Linked DNA regions of Mus musculus: regions 2 and 3 are each linked to region 1. A link is a contact called in public HiChIP or PLAC-seq data. All regions are on one chromosome and are shown on one strand. Each heading gives the region's core, a stretch centred on a gene start, on an enhancer-like site or on the middle of the called end of the contact. The rest is flanking DNA. Distances are from core to core; before and after follow the strand shown.

Region 1 (4,224 bases), core at 719-3,218:
TCTGGGCCACACCTTCTGCTGGAGGCCTACAAAAAGACGTTGGAAGAAGGAAGATTTGCTCTCTCTCCTTCACCTGCTTGCATTGTGGGACTGAACAACTGCTAGATCCTTGGACTTCCATTCACAGCTGCTGCTGACCATTGTTGGGAGTTGGACTACAGACTGTAAGTCATCAACAAATTCCCTTACTATATAGAGACTACCCATAAGTTCTGTGACTCTAGAGAACCCTGACTAGTACAATGTGTTCAAATATATGTGTCTGTACCACAATATGCCTACCAAGACCAGAAATGGTCATCAGGTCTTCTGGAACTAGAGTTACAATTGTGAGCCATGATGTGGGTGCTGGAAATTGAATCCAGGTCCTCTGAAAGAGCAACAAGTACTCTTAATCACTGAGCCATCTCTCCAGCCCCAAGTTAATCTTTAAATTTAAAATAGTGTCTCTGAACTTCTTTGGTATTTGAATTTGTATCTCATTATCTTTTACACTAGAAATCTTTGAAGAAAGTAACATTAAAATGTTTGTACTACAATATATGTAACTTCAAAACCATAGCAACAATGTTATAACTACAAATCACTTAGTGAAACTGAGTGATTCTTAGGTATCTAGGACAGAGCCCTCTGTAGGCACAGAGCCAGAGCATGAAATTCAAACACTGCAGCTATATTCTTTCTTTTGTGTATCTTTCAGTTCCGCTATCAATTTTAATTTGAATTGATTCCTTTCAATTTGTTTTGGACTCTGGAGGGATTTTCTTGTTTTACCTATTCGTTTCATAAGTTTTGAAAACTCACAAGTCTTGCTGTTTCTACCTTTATCTCCTACAGCCATTACCCTCTTTTGAGTAACTATTAAGTTTCTGCAATATTCTTCCATTTTCTCGATATGTGCCTACATATATGTGTATATGTATTTCTACACCTTGCTTTATTCACTCAAGCCAGGACTCATTCCAAAGTAACACATAACTATTAATGTCTGCATCCTCACCAGGAAACAGGATTTCAATGTATATTTCCATTATAAACAAAGTTGATCCTCCTTCTATGGAATATTTTAAGGATCTGTGAACCATCTGTTCACGTCCTTCTCCATTTTCTTTAGTTTTCCAAGGACCCTGCGATGTAAACTACCTAGTGGTGGCATCTGGTCTCTACTGTAACTGTATCCTTATAAATGATCTCAGGCAGGGCACCTACGCTGGGGATTAACCGGGCTCATAAAACCGACTAAGCCTAAATATGACTGTCCCATCTGGGAAGTGCTGAAGAGACTGCCGAGCACCGCTGTTCTTGCTAGAGTACTCCAGAACCCTCACCCGGCTGCCTTCCCGGGGCTTCCAGTCTGCCCACACGCGCAGCCTCCTGGCTCCTCGACTCAAACCCAAAGACGCCCCGGGGCAAAGCCGGCGGCCCCAAGAACGGCGACGGCTTCTAAGTCCCCCTCCCCCGCCCCCAACTTAAAACGAGGGGCGCTTAAGCATGAAGCCGCTGTCTCCCCGTTCCGGCACGATGCGCGGAAGCATCCTGAGCTGTGAGACTGCCTGGAAGAGCCAATCACGCGCTTGTCGGCTCGGATTCCTCCGCCCAGGCCGCGCAGCAGCCGCAGGTGGCCCCGCCGAGCTTGTCCGGCAGCGGCCGTCGTCCCGAGATGCCTCGCGGGTGACCTCCGACCTCGCGGGCCCGCCCTTCTCTCCGGCCGCTTCCCTTCCCAGCCCCGCTGAGCTTGCAGAGCCCCGACGGGGCCGGTGCGGGCTTCCGCGGACTGTCTCCGTGCGGCGGCGGCGTAGTGCCGCTGCCTCTCCGCGCCCCGAGGTCCCGAGCGGGGCCGAGCCGGCCGCCCCTCGCCCCTTCTCTCCAGAGGCGCCCGGCGCGGTGACCGAGGAGGCGCCCGAGAGGCGCGTCTCGGGTGAGTGGGCCACGGGCGGGGTCTCCGCGGCGCGCTCGGGGCGGGGCGCAGTCCGGGCGGGGCGGGGCCGGCGGCAGGGCCGGCTTTCCTCCCTCAGCGCCATTTTGTGGCTGCGAGACCCGCAAATAAAGGTTCTCGCCAGCGCTGCGGCGGGAGGAGCGCGGGGGGGCCGGCGGCGGCGCGGCCTCGGCCTGTGTGACTGGCGGCGCCCGCGCAGCCTCGGGCTGGGAAGGTAGGTGCAGCCCGCAGCGGGAATGGCCACGAGGGCCTGTGGGGCCGGGGAGCGAGGCGCGGCCGCCCTAGACCCGGGGAAATGCACTCCGGGCCGGAAGGGCGACCGGGCCTGCGGCCGTGCAGGTTTCCCGTTAGGCAGAGCGGTTTGCTGCCCGTGGGGATCCTTGCACCGCTTCGCGGCCATTCTACTTCCGTCCCTGACGGCAGGGGACAGGGCGGGCGTTCCCGCGGCCGGGGAGGCGGGGAGGCCGGAGGCCGCCCTCTCGGGGCTGACTGGCCATGCCGGTCCTTTCCCCGCCTCTGTCGCCCCCTCCCACCTTCCAGGGTTCGTCACCGGGGACCCAGAGGTACCCACAGTTCTGTATGGCACAAGTGAAGCATTCTGTTTTGTTTTTTGGGTTTTTTTTTTGTTAAAAACAATTCCGTACCACGTAGTAGCTTGTCTTTGCAACCACGTTCACCTGTGGACTTCCATTTTTACATAAGTGCATGCATTGTGAGAGTAGTTCTTTTTTTTTTTTTTTTTTGACAGCTTAGTGGAATTTTTCGTGAACTTCTAGTCTAGTTTTGGATTTCTGTATGGCTGATTTGACCGTATTTAAAATTGTTTTGCATAAGACAGCGGGTGCACGGTAGAACAAGACCTAAGTTTTCCTCTCTGTGTACATGTTTTATGGGCGTGGGGGGCGGCTAGGCCTTGTGCATGCACGCTAGGCCAGCCTTCTGCCGTTCAGCAATTCCCCGAGCCCACAGTTCTTGGTTTGAGAATGAGGAAGTCAGTTAATTTGACCCCAAAGGACTAAGAATACACTGTAAGCTGGTTGTAAAGATCGGTGAGCCTGTTAAAGCTTCAAGGAGCATGTTATAATCCTCTACGTTTTATTTACGCCTTTTTCATCGTTTTCACGCTCTACCCTAGCCTTTTCATTTAGTTAATTTTATTGTTTGGAAAGATAGGTGGAAGTCACAGATCAGTTACTACAAATTCTACCTTTCTTTCCCTTTAGCTTATGTTTGAGCTTTGGGACTGGAGAGTTGGCTCAGCAGTTTCTCTTCCAGCACCGGAATGATGGCTCTTGACCATCCTTAACTCTTGTTCTGGAATTTTGACTTCCCACTTCTGACCTCAGTGGGTGGCATCAGGCGTGCACGTGATGCACATATATACGTGCAAAACATTCATAAAACATTTTTAAATGCGGTCTGGAGAGAGATGGTTCAGCGGTTAAGAGAACTGACTGCTCTTCCAAAGGCCTGAGTTCAAATCCCAGCAACCACATGGTAGCTCACAACCACCCATAAAGAGATCTGAAGCCCTCTTCTGGTGTATCTGAAGACAGCTACAGTGTACTTACCATATAATAAATTTAAAAATTTTTTAAATGCCTTTTTTTTAAACGCTTTTTTTTCTTTTAAACCAAGCATCATGTTTTCTTATAGGTAAACATGTAGACGATTTGAAACTATTGAAAACAGACATTTTTGAGGTGGCTAGGTTTCACTCATTCATTCACTACTGCTGGGGCAAGTTAGGGGAGGTTGCAGTCTACAGGATGGCTTCTGATATGATTGAAACTGAATTTTAAGGATTTGGGCAGATGGGTTTCTAAGAGTGCTTTAGTTCTTCACTCTTAAACAGATGAGTGTGTTTGTACACTATGTTATGACTTGTATTTTTTGTTTTTGTTTTGGTTTTTTTCTAGTTCATTTTTTTCCTTTTTTTAAATTTCATTTACATTTCCAATGCTATCCCAAAAGTCCCTCACACGCTCCCCCACCCACCCACTCCCACTTCTTGGCCCTGGCGTTCCCCTGTACTGAGGCATATAAAGTTTGCACGACTAATGGGCCTCTCTTTCCACTGATGGCCGACTAGGCCATTTTCTGATTCATATGCAGCTAGAGACAGGAGCTCCAGGGGGGTACTGGTTAGTTCATATTGTTGTTCCACCTATAGGTTTGCAGATCCCTTTAGCTCCTTGGGTACTTTCTCTAGCTCCTCCATTGGGGCACTGTGATCCATCCAATAGCTGACTGTGAGCATCCACTTCTGTGTTTGCTAGGCCCCGGTT
Region 2 (4,224 bases), core at 1,031-3,530, 770 kb before region 1:
GACAGCAGTTCTGCAAGGATAAATATTTCATTTCTTGCCTTGTGTAATGAAGAGGGAGAAAAAAACAGCAATTCTGATGACAAGTCTAGGTAAGACCTGGGGATGACCAGAGAAGACTTCTTAAACAGTACTGGAAAATAACAAAGATTCAAAGGGGCACTCTCCCATTAAAATCATCAGAAATCCCTAATTTCAAAGCCCTAATTTTAAAAGGAAAGAGTCCAGTAATGCTTTGAGAAAATGTTTATCAGTTTCTATAGTGGCCATGGTATTAATTGAGTTAACATCAATCTCCCAGTCATAAAATGTTCACGTTGAGTTTAGACTGTTAACTCTTTTTTTCAAGAAGTACACAAGTCCCAAGTTAAGGACTGACTGAAAACTGCTCAGCAACACCTTGCTGGTTCCCAGAACGGGTCCCTTTACACAGAACTGTAAACGTGAAGGGAAGTGCAAGCTTAATCAGGATGATGCATTTTCTTTAAAGGTAAATGTAACCCACAGAGAAAGCGAAGACTCATCCATCAGTGGCTATCACCACCAGACACAACCAAGTCACAGGTGACACTCAACACTGTACCAAAATAAACAAACAATAGAAAACACTCATCATGCTCTCACCAACAAGCATAAAAGACTGCCCAATTAAACAAATACAAGGCTTAAACCTTCCCACAAATCAACTTCTGCAGGGAATCTTTTCAATGGTCACTGAACATCTACAGGGGTTGGTGTACTTCCTATCCTCTTGTAGAAACCTGCTTAATTGTAACAGCCAAATGGAATAAGAAGCAAACAGGATGGTAAAACTGTTTGCAGATGCAGCTCAGACACAACAGGCTGCAGCCACTGGTCTTACACTACTCATAGAACTCAGCTTACTTATATGATATAGTGTGCTAATAAAAAACAGCTTCAAATTGAACAGAATAATTTTAATAGTACTCAAAGATTCTCTAAAACAACAAAATAGAAAATGTGAGCTAGCCATTACATTTTGAAAACAAATTAATTTCATTATGAAAGGCTTTCAATTACAAGTTGTTTCTAAAAATAGAAATGTTCAGATGTAAGAGAGGGTAATGAAAAAGATAATTTCATTTAAGTCCTGTAATTTTTTTCATTGTCTACACAACTCTTTACCTGCAGAAAACTGGGGGGGGGGGGGGGGAACATTCCACAAAACATGCAACTTTACTGTTCATCTCTCCAAAATGATAAAGTTTCAAGTGAATGCTTATAGAATAGAATCCAGTTAAATCTAAAATATTTAATTTAAAATGTTTTAAAGCTAACTCCTCAATTTAAGACTAAAACACTAAGCTGTTACTTCTCAACAGAAAACACATCTTTTCTTAATCAGATAAGAACTCTGGGGGAGGGGGAGGAACAAGGGAATTCACTTGACTAGCAATATTTTACTTGCAAAGTTTATCCTGCCATTTAAAAAAAAAAAAATCAAGCTAATTATTCTGAAAGACAAAATAATACTGAAACTATATTGATTCAGGGCTCCTTTCTAAAGAGTCGCTTGTAAGGCTATGAACGAACACTAACTACACAGTAAATTTGCTTACTAAAATACAACTCGTAAAATCGTTACAGAAGATGAATTATGAATCAGGAGTAACTTAACATCCACCGGTGTTCAAATTGGCCACCTGAACCTAATAATTTACCTTAGCTTGTCAAATAGGGATCGAGAGAAAGGGCTCTAACTAGGTCAAGTGTGCTCACAAGAAGGTGAGAGGGAAGGAGAGGAAAACCTGCCTTCCTCCACCGGCAAAATTAAGTCAATCTGAGAAGACTGCTCAGATCTACCAAATCTGTGTTCGCGGCTAAGCGCTGGCTGCTGTGTTTCAGCAAGCACCTCTTAGGTTTCAAAGCCAGAGCTATTTCCAAATCCGGCACAAGTCCTGGGTATAGTGTGGGGTCGCGTGGAACAGGTCTGCCCAGCCACAACTTAACCAAACGCCCTTTGGCCCGCTGTCTAACGGAGGCTTCCCCGAGGCTTCCCGCCGGCCACGGAACTCCTCCGACAGTCTCCCCGGTACCAACCGGCTGGCTGGATACCGGCCCTCACCCCACCCCCAAGATCGTCCAGAACGCTTCCCGCAGCCCCGCTGCGTACCGCCAGCGCACGGGGCTGGAGCAGGGGTTTATCTGTCTGCCCGCTGCGCGCCACCGGACCCCGCCGGGCTAGAACGCACGCGCGCCGTGGGGCGCACGGGGCTCACACCGCCGCGGGCATCGGCCGGTCACGTGGCCTCGGAGGGGCCGAGATCCGCGTCCCGACGGTTCGAAGACGCCATCAAAGAAACCGGCGGCGAGGAGCGCATCCCGCAGGGGAAGGCCCGCGGCCTGCGTGGGCCGCGACGGGGACCGGTGCGCTGGCAGGTAAGGGCCGGGAGGGCACAGGTGGGTCGTGCCGCACAGGTGGGCGGCCAGGTGCAGTCCTGTGGGCGCAAGCGGGGCCTGAGGACACAAGTGCGCGCCTGGAAAGGATGCGGGTGACACAGGTGGGGTCTGAGGACCCACGTGGGTGGCCAGGCGGAGTCCCGGGGACACAAGTGCACGTCCAGGTGTGTCTCCGCGCGCAGGTGGCCGGCCCGCCCTCTGCGCCGGCCACCAAGCCGCCCTGGACCCCGCCCGGGCGGCGGGGCACCGCAGGAGGCGACAAGGACGAGCGCCCCTAGGGACCCCGCTGGCCAGTACGGTGGGCGGAGGCCGAGGGGACAGGGCCGCGGGCGAGGGCGGGTCCGCGGGCGGACGGGCGGGCGGGCAGGCCAGCGGGGGAGGGGCGGCCGCGGGACCCCACCGCGCTCTGCCTCCCGCGGCCTCCGCGTCGCCGGCCCGCGCGCGGGCCCCCTCCCCTCGCACCCCGGCGGCGGCGGCGGCGCTCACCTCGGTCGGCTGGCTGATCTCGAACAGGTCCAGCCGGTTGGCGTTCCAGTGGTGAATGATGTCGGCCAGCTTCCGCCGCTCTTCGTCGCGGCCGCCCGCCGACATGATCGCGGCCGCTCCTCCCCAGGGCCAGCCGGGCCGGAACACCGCAGGCCGCCTCACCGCCGCCGCCGCCGCCGCGCGTCCTCCGCCGGGCTCGGCCCGCGTCCGGCCCGCGCCGCTTCAGCCCGCCTCAGCCGCGGCCGGTGCGCCGAGCGCCGCCCCCCGCCCTCCCGCCGCCGTGCGCGCCCGCCCGCCGTGCGCGTCCCCGCGAGCGCGCGCCGCGCCGCTAGGTGCTGCCGCGTGGTCGCGCGCGCGTGCGTGCGTGCAGGGGCGCGTCGGGTGTCAGCGGGCCGCACTCGCTCTGTGCCGGAGGCGTGAGTCCTCACCGGAGCCGCTCGGTCCTGCGGCCGCGCTCGGTCCGCCCTGGGCAGGCTCAGGGGTGGCGGACGAGCTGGCGAGCAGAGGGGCGGCGCCCTGACGGGCGGGGCGACCCGGAGCTGCAGAGCGGGATGGACAGGTGGGCGTGGGCTGCGCGGCCGGCGGAACTGGCCGGCCATCCCGCCGCGGCCCTGACGCCTGGGCTGCGCTGGCTGCTGGGGTCAAATCCCAGCTGACCTTTCTCCGGAGGAAAGATAAATTATTATGGTTGTGTGTGAGCGTCAGTGCAAATGTTTTCCGAGCCCTCCTCCGGCTCAGGGTGCCTTTTGGATCCCCCGCATTCCTCAACCCCGGCCAGGGAGCGGCGGCGCCCTTTGTGTCTCCGCGGAGCGCATGCCACCTCGGGGAAAACAACGAATCTGAGTTAGAACGGGGAGAGAGAGACACTAGCGTGAGTTTTGTTAATCTTTTAAAGCCTCCCGGTGAACCTAGAAACCCAAAAATTATCTTGAACAGCAAATGCTCTGGGGTTTAGAGAACGTTTGTTTCTTTGTCTTTTTCATTGCCTCTTCCGTGCCAAAAACAATCTGTTTGCTGGAGAACACATCCGGAAAGAGCTGTTTTCCCCTGTTCATCCAGGTAAAATTGGTGTTTGGCATGCTCTAAGGGAAAGCCTTCACCGGAGCTAAGAGAGCAATACGCTGTATTTGACATGCCCTCTTTTATTTCTGCTCTCTCTCCCTTTTCCAGTGAGAAGATATGTTTTCTCTCTACCAGTTAGATTTCTTCTTTTGTCAGAAAGAAGAGCATCTGTCCTCCAGGCTGGGCTTTGTCTCCGTTTGCTCTGCGACTGCACTAGCGCAGCAAGGCTACATAAGGAGGCTTTTCAGCAGAGGAGCC
Region 3 (4,224 bases), core at 983-3,482, 690 kb before region 1:
ACCTGGAGGCAAGCACTCAGGCAGAGACCATTGAGGAGTGCTGCTTACTGGCTTGCTTCTAAACTATACTTCTTATATAGCCCAGGCCTACATGCCTAGGGATGGTACCACCCACAGTGGGCTGGCTGCTCCTATATCAATTAGCAGTCAAGAAAATACCTCCCAGATATGCCTATAGGTTAATCTGATAAGGGCAATTCCTTGATTGGTGGTCCTTAGCATGTCAAGGTGACAGTTTAAGCTAATTATGACACTGAGATTATTATTTTCTGTGTATTGATACTTTGTGTGTCTTTCTTTGTACACGTGCATACTTGTGTGAGTTGAGGCCAGAGGCCCATGGTAAGTAGCTTCAATTCCTCTCTGACTTGTTTGTTTTGAGTCAAGGTCACACTGTGTAGCTCTAGATAACCAGGAACTATGTAGACCATCTTAGCTTCAAGCTCATAAGAGATCCACCTGCCTCTGTTTCCTAAGTGCTGGGATCAAAGGTGTGCAGTACCACATGCAGCCACTCTGCCTTATATTTAGACATGGTCTCTCACTGAACCTGGACCTCAACCAAACCCAATCCTCTGCAGGAGAAGCGGCTGCTCTTGCCATCATCTCTCCAAGCAGTTTGGGTTTCTAGAAGGAAGGTTCCAGCTGCACAGTTACTCCCAAAATGCCATGCGACTCGGTTGCTGCTCCCTGCTCCTGCTCCGTTATGCATTTCTGATTCCTGGGTGCTTTGCTCACATTCTTACTTTGCTTCACTAAAACTTAGCCTCATAATTAGACTTGGAAGCCCACTCTTTCACATATTTTAAGGAGTCCAGTGGTCTTGGCCAGCATCTTTATCCTTGGACTTTCACATGCCAGAGCAAACCTTTCCTAAAAGAAGTACATCTTTCATAAATTCTGTATTTAACACAATTGCTTTGAACTAAGGCTTGATGACCAAAGAGTGAGAATATAAGTTTAAACGCACAAGCCCGTCTTTACTTACAATGAGACCGGATGAATTTGAGATTTGAGGATTGCAACTTTCAACTCATGTTAGTGCTGCGACCTCATGGGCAGCCTGAAGGGTCAGGGTCAGAGGTCATCTTGCTTGTTTCTCTTTCTCTCTGTGCAAGCGTGTGAGTGTGTGAGTGTGTTTTTTCTAAACGTTAAAGTTTTGACTTTACTTTTTGGCCTATCTGGATAGGCTATTTGAAGGGTAGACGGGGTGTATTTTGAGATACCCCTTTTTTCAACCCCCTAATCTCAGTGTTAGGGAGGCACATAATCACAGACTCAAAATGCAACAGGCCTAAAACACAGCATTTCCCTGCACCAATGATCTGCAAGCAGAATATTCCGATCAGAACTTTAAGATGCCCTCTGGTGCTCTGTCCCTTCAAGATGTGGCCCTCTGGCCTGCAAGGTTGCTGATCCTAGGCTCGGTCTGGCTGCATCACACTGGACTGTGTGGTTTTAGGTCTGTGCTGAATAGGAGGAAATGGGCGGTGCTCCCAGCTAGAGAGGCAGAAACTCTGACTCAGGCCGGCTTTAAACTAAAGAGGAAGTGGATCACCTCACGCTCCAGGAAAAAGGAAGCCCAGGGCGGGCGTGGCCAGCCCTCCGGATGAATCAACTCTTAACAAAGGCACCTGGCGGGCTGCTTGGGTAGGCGGTCTGTTCTTCCCCAGGCTGCCCCAGTGGGAGCTTTAGTCTGACCCTGCCTTCACTTCTAAGCAGATACAGGGTGGGGTCCTTGGTTGCGCCAGCCTTTGAGGTGGACCCAGCTCCCAGTCAAGGGATTTGACCCTCTGCGGTCAGAGGATTGGCTCGAACTCTTCCCCCTCCCAGGGCAGAGGCCCTGAAAGGAGACAACTTGTAAGCAGTCTAGGCAGCCCCACCCTGGGGTGGGCTGGCCTGCCATAATTAACCAATCCCCATAGTGTCTGGTGTCTGATGTTCTCACCATTGTGGTGAGACCAATCAGATCCACCCCTGCAACCTAGAAAAAAGATCCCAGGGGGAACAGATAAAACTCTGAACAAAACTGCTTTTGTCGGTGGAGCGAGGTGGTCCCCGGTTAGCATTGAGGCAGATTCTTACATCCTCCTCTGTCTTCAGTTGGAGAAGGAAAAAAAAAAGAGAGAGAGAGAGAGAGCCACAGGGAGACCTACTGGAGGTTCTTTAGCCTCTGAGGTACAGGAAAGACCCGGGGGCTGAGCTGGCTGTGTGGGGAAGGAGATGGCACCAGGGTTCAGAGCCTCCACAGTCTTTCAGGGCTAGGACTTAGAGATTCGGGGTAAAGTGCAGAGCCCAGTAGCTGTGTTTGGAACCCAACATATCTCAAGGACAGAGTATGGGCTGGACTGTGATCCAAGGTAAGGTAGAGAGAGTGGGGAGGAGGGCAGTCTGGAAGCGGGGGTGAGGGGCTTAGACTCTCCTGGGAGCCCTTGTACCAAGGGCGGGACAGAAAGGACTTGTGTTCAGGCAACACTCCTGCATGCAGGGCACACAGACTCCTGAGTGTGGCTATCTTAGGCCAGGTCCCAGCAGGCTTCTTTAGCCTCAGAGCAGCAGAGGATTCTGGTTGCTGTGGGCGCTGAGTGTGGGGACAGGATGGGGAGTGACTGTCTCAGCCACAGTGCTGGGTTTTCCGCAAGGCATGTCAAGCTCTTGCTAATACTCATATAACCCTACGGGTTCTCCAGCAGACCTCTCCACTCACTTCCACATGCTCACGCCTGCTCCCTTCAGTTCATAAGCTTCCTCCTTCCTCTGCCCTGTGGCTTTGCCAGGGGCCTCTTTCCACATCCCTGCCTGGAGGCACTGGAGACATTCCTGGCAGACATCAGGGAGTATCTGGCTGGTGGCTCATAGGCCATGGAATGTGCAGAGTCTGAAGGTGTGTTTCACCCGCCTTCTGCCCCAAGGTGACTTATTCTCTGGAGTGGCTTGGGGACTGTTGGGGCTGAACAGCAAGCCATTTACCGGAGAGGACAGTGTGTGCAGATCTCAACGAGCGTATTTGGCCACATGACCCAGGCAGCCTCCTCATCTTCCCACATCTCAATTCTCTTGTGGTTTTGTGGTCAGCCTCAGATTAAATCATGGTTGCCTGGCAGCTGAGACTTGTGAGAGAGTCGCTTTCTCCCAGAGTTACCTGAGATGGGCACAGTCACAGGCTGATGTAGACCAAGGATCCTGAGAAGGCTCTGGGCCCTGACAACCTGTAGAGAGCTTGACCCACCTGTCAGAGTTAGGAGATGGGAGAAACATGCAGGCATTTAGGCTCAAACCTGACTAAGAACAAATTGTTCTATTGTAGTGTATGTGTGCACGTATATGTTCATGTGTACACAGTAATTCTGCATATCACTGCAGGGGCCATATGTCTTTCCCCCTCATGCTCTCCACCTGATTTTTAAAGTCAGTGCTAACATTGAGCCTTGGGCTTACTAATTAAGCTGCTAGGACTGAAGGGCAGCAAGCTCTGGGAATCCTGACTCTCCCTTCCCAGCACTGGATTTGCAGACATGCAGTGCAGAACCCAAATGTTTACAGAGGTGTTGGGGGTCCAAAGTCAGGCTTTCAAGCTGGTGAGGCAAGGGCTTTGCTGACTGAGCCGTTTAAACAGTCTGGGACCTGGAGATACAGCTTAGCCCCAGTACAGTTCTAAGCAACCCTATCCGGCAGTTCACCACTGCCTGTAACTCCAGCGCCCTCTTATGGACTCCAAGGGTACCTGCATACCCATGTGCATATACGCCTACCCCATATGCACTGCTCTCTCGTTCTCTCTCTCTCTCTCTCTCTCTCTCTCTCTCTCTCTCGTGTGTGTGTGTGTGTGTGTGTGTGTGTGTGTGTGTGTGTGAAATTAAAAATTTTTTTTTTTTTTTGGTTTTTTGAGACAGGGTTTCTCTGTGTAACCCTGGCTGTCCGGGAACTCACTTTGTAGACCAGGCTGGCCTCGAACTCAGAAATCTGCCTGCCTCTGTCTCCCGAGTGCTGGGATTAAAGGCATGCGCCACCACTGCCCGGCTAAAAATAAATTTAAAAAAGAATTTTCTGGCCTCAATGGCTAGCTCATTTCTCAGGATAGAAGAAAAGTCAAAGGCTTTTTCTGCTAGAAATAGAGATGGAGCCCCCGCCCCGCCTGATGGGTGAGGCTTCAGGGCTGCTGCTTGGAGCAGATGCTTCTCTCGAAGCAGATGGATTTGTAGAGAGGGGGACAAAGCCAGCCAT

Evidence for each region. HiChIP or PLAC-seq counts read pairs in DNA pulled down with a chosen protein or histone mark.
Region 2: an H3K27ac HiChIP or PLAC-seq map of extraembryonic endoderm stem cells shows a contact between it and region 1, with 5 times the contacts expected there. The contact joins the promoter of Tcte2 here to the promoter of Wtap in region 1. A contact is called at or near these places in 4 of 39 promoter capture datasets (cranial neural crest, embryonic stem cells, neural stem cells and 1 more) and 4 of 115 datasets of contacts at active chromatin or transcription factors (embryonic stem cells, extraembryonic endoderm stem cells, pancreatic cancer cells and 1 more).
Region 3: an H3K27ac HiChIP or PLAC-seq map of trophoblast stem cells shows a contact between it and region 1, with 9 read pairs. The contact joins the enhancer-like site here to the promoter of Wtap in region 1. A contact is called at or near these places in 5 of 39 promoter capture datasets (the C10 cell line, embryonic stem cells and pre-B cells) and 3 of 115 datasets of contacts at active chromatin or transcription factors (extraembryonic endoderm stem cells, stem cell-derived neural progenitor cells and trophoblast stem cells).

What each region holds. Positions count from the first base shown.
Region 1 is chr17:12,990,003-12,994,226 of GRCm38.p6, reverse strand. Wtap (Wilms tumour 1-associating protein) reads left to right here and starts at 1,968. Exons shown (of 8, transcript NM_001113533.1): 1 at 1,968-2,150.
Region 2 is chr17:13,759,459-13,763,682 of GRCm38.p6, reverse strand. It overlaps Tcte2 (t-complex-associated testis expressed 2), which reads left to right and starts at 2,280. Exons shown (of 3, transcript NM_022311.3): 1 at 2,280-2,397. Afdn (afadin, adherens junction formation factor) reads right to left here and starts at 3,142. Exons shown (of 33, transcript NM_010806.1): 1 at 2,905-3,142. The coding sequence starts at 3,009.
Region 3 is chr17:13,681,314-13,685,537 of GRCm38.p6, reverse strand. No RefSeq gene overlaps it. Among named protein-coding and RNA genes, the nearest start is that of Gm24867, 8.0 kb to the right of the region's middle. Within about 2 kb of position 2,232, at least 331 of the 459 cell types and tissues checked have an H3K27ac peak or open chromatin away from gene starts, as enhancers often do. A contact at or near this core is called in embryonic stem cells, extraembryonic endoderm stem cells and trophoblast stem cells, where this site is marked.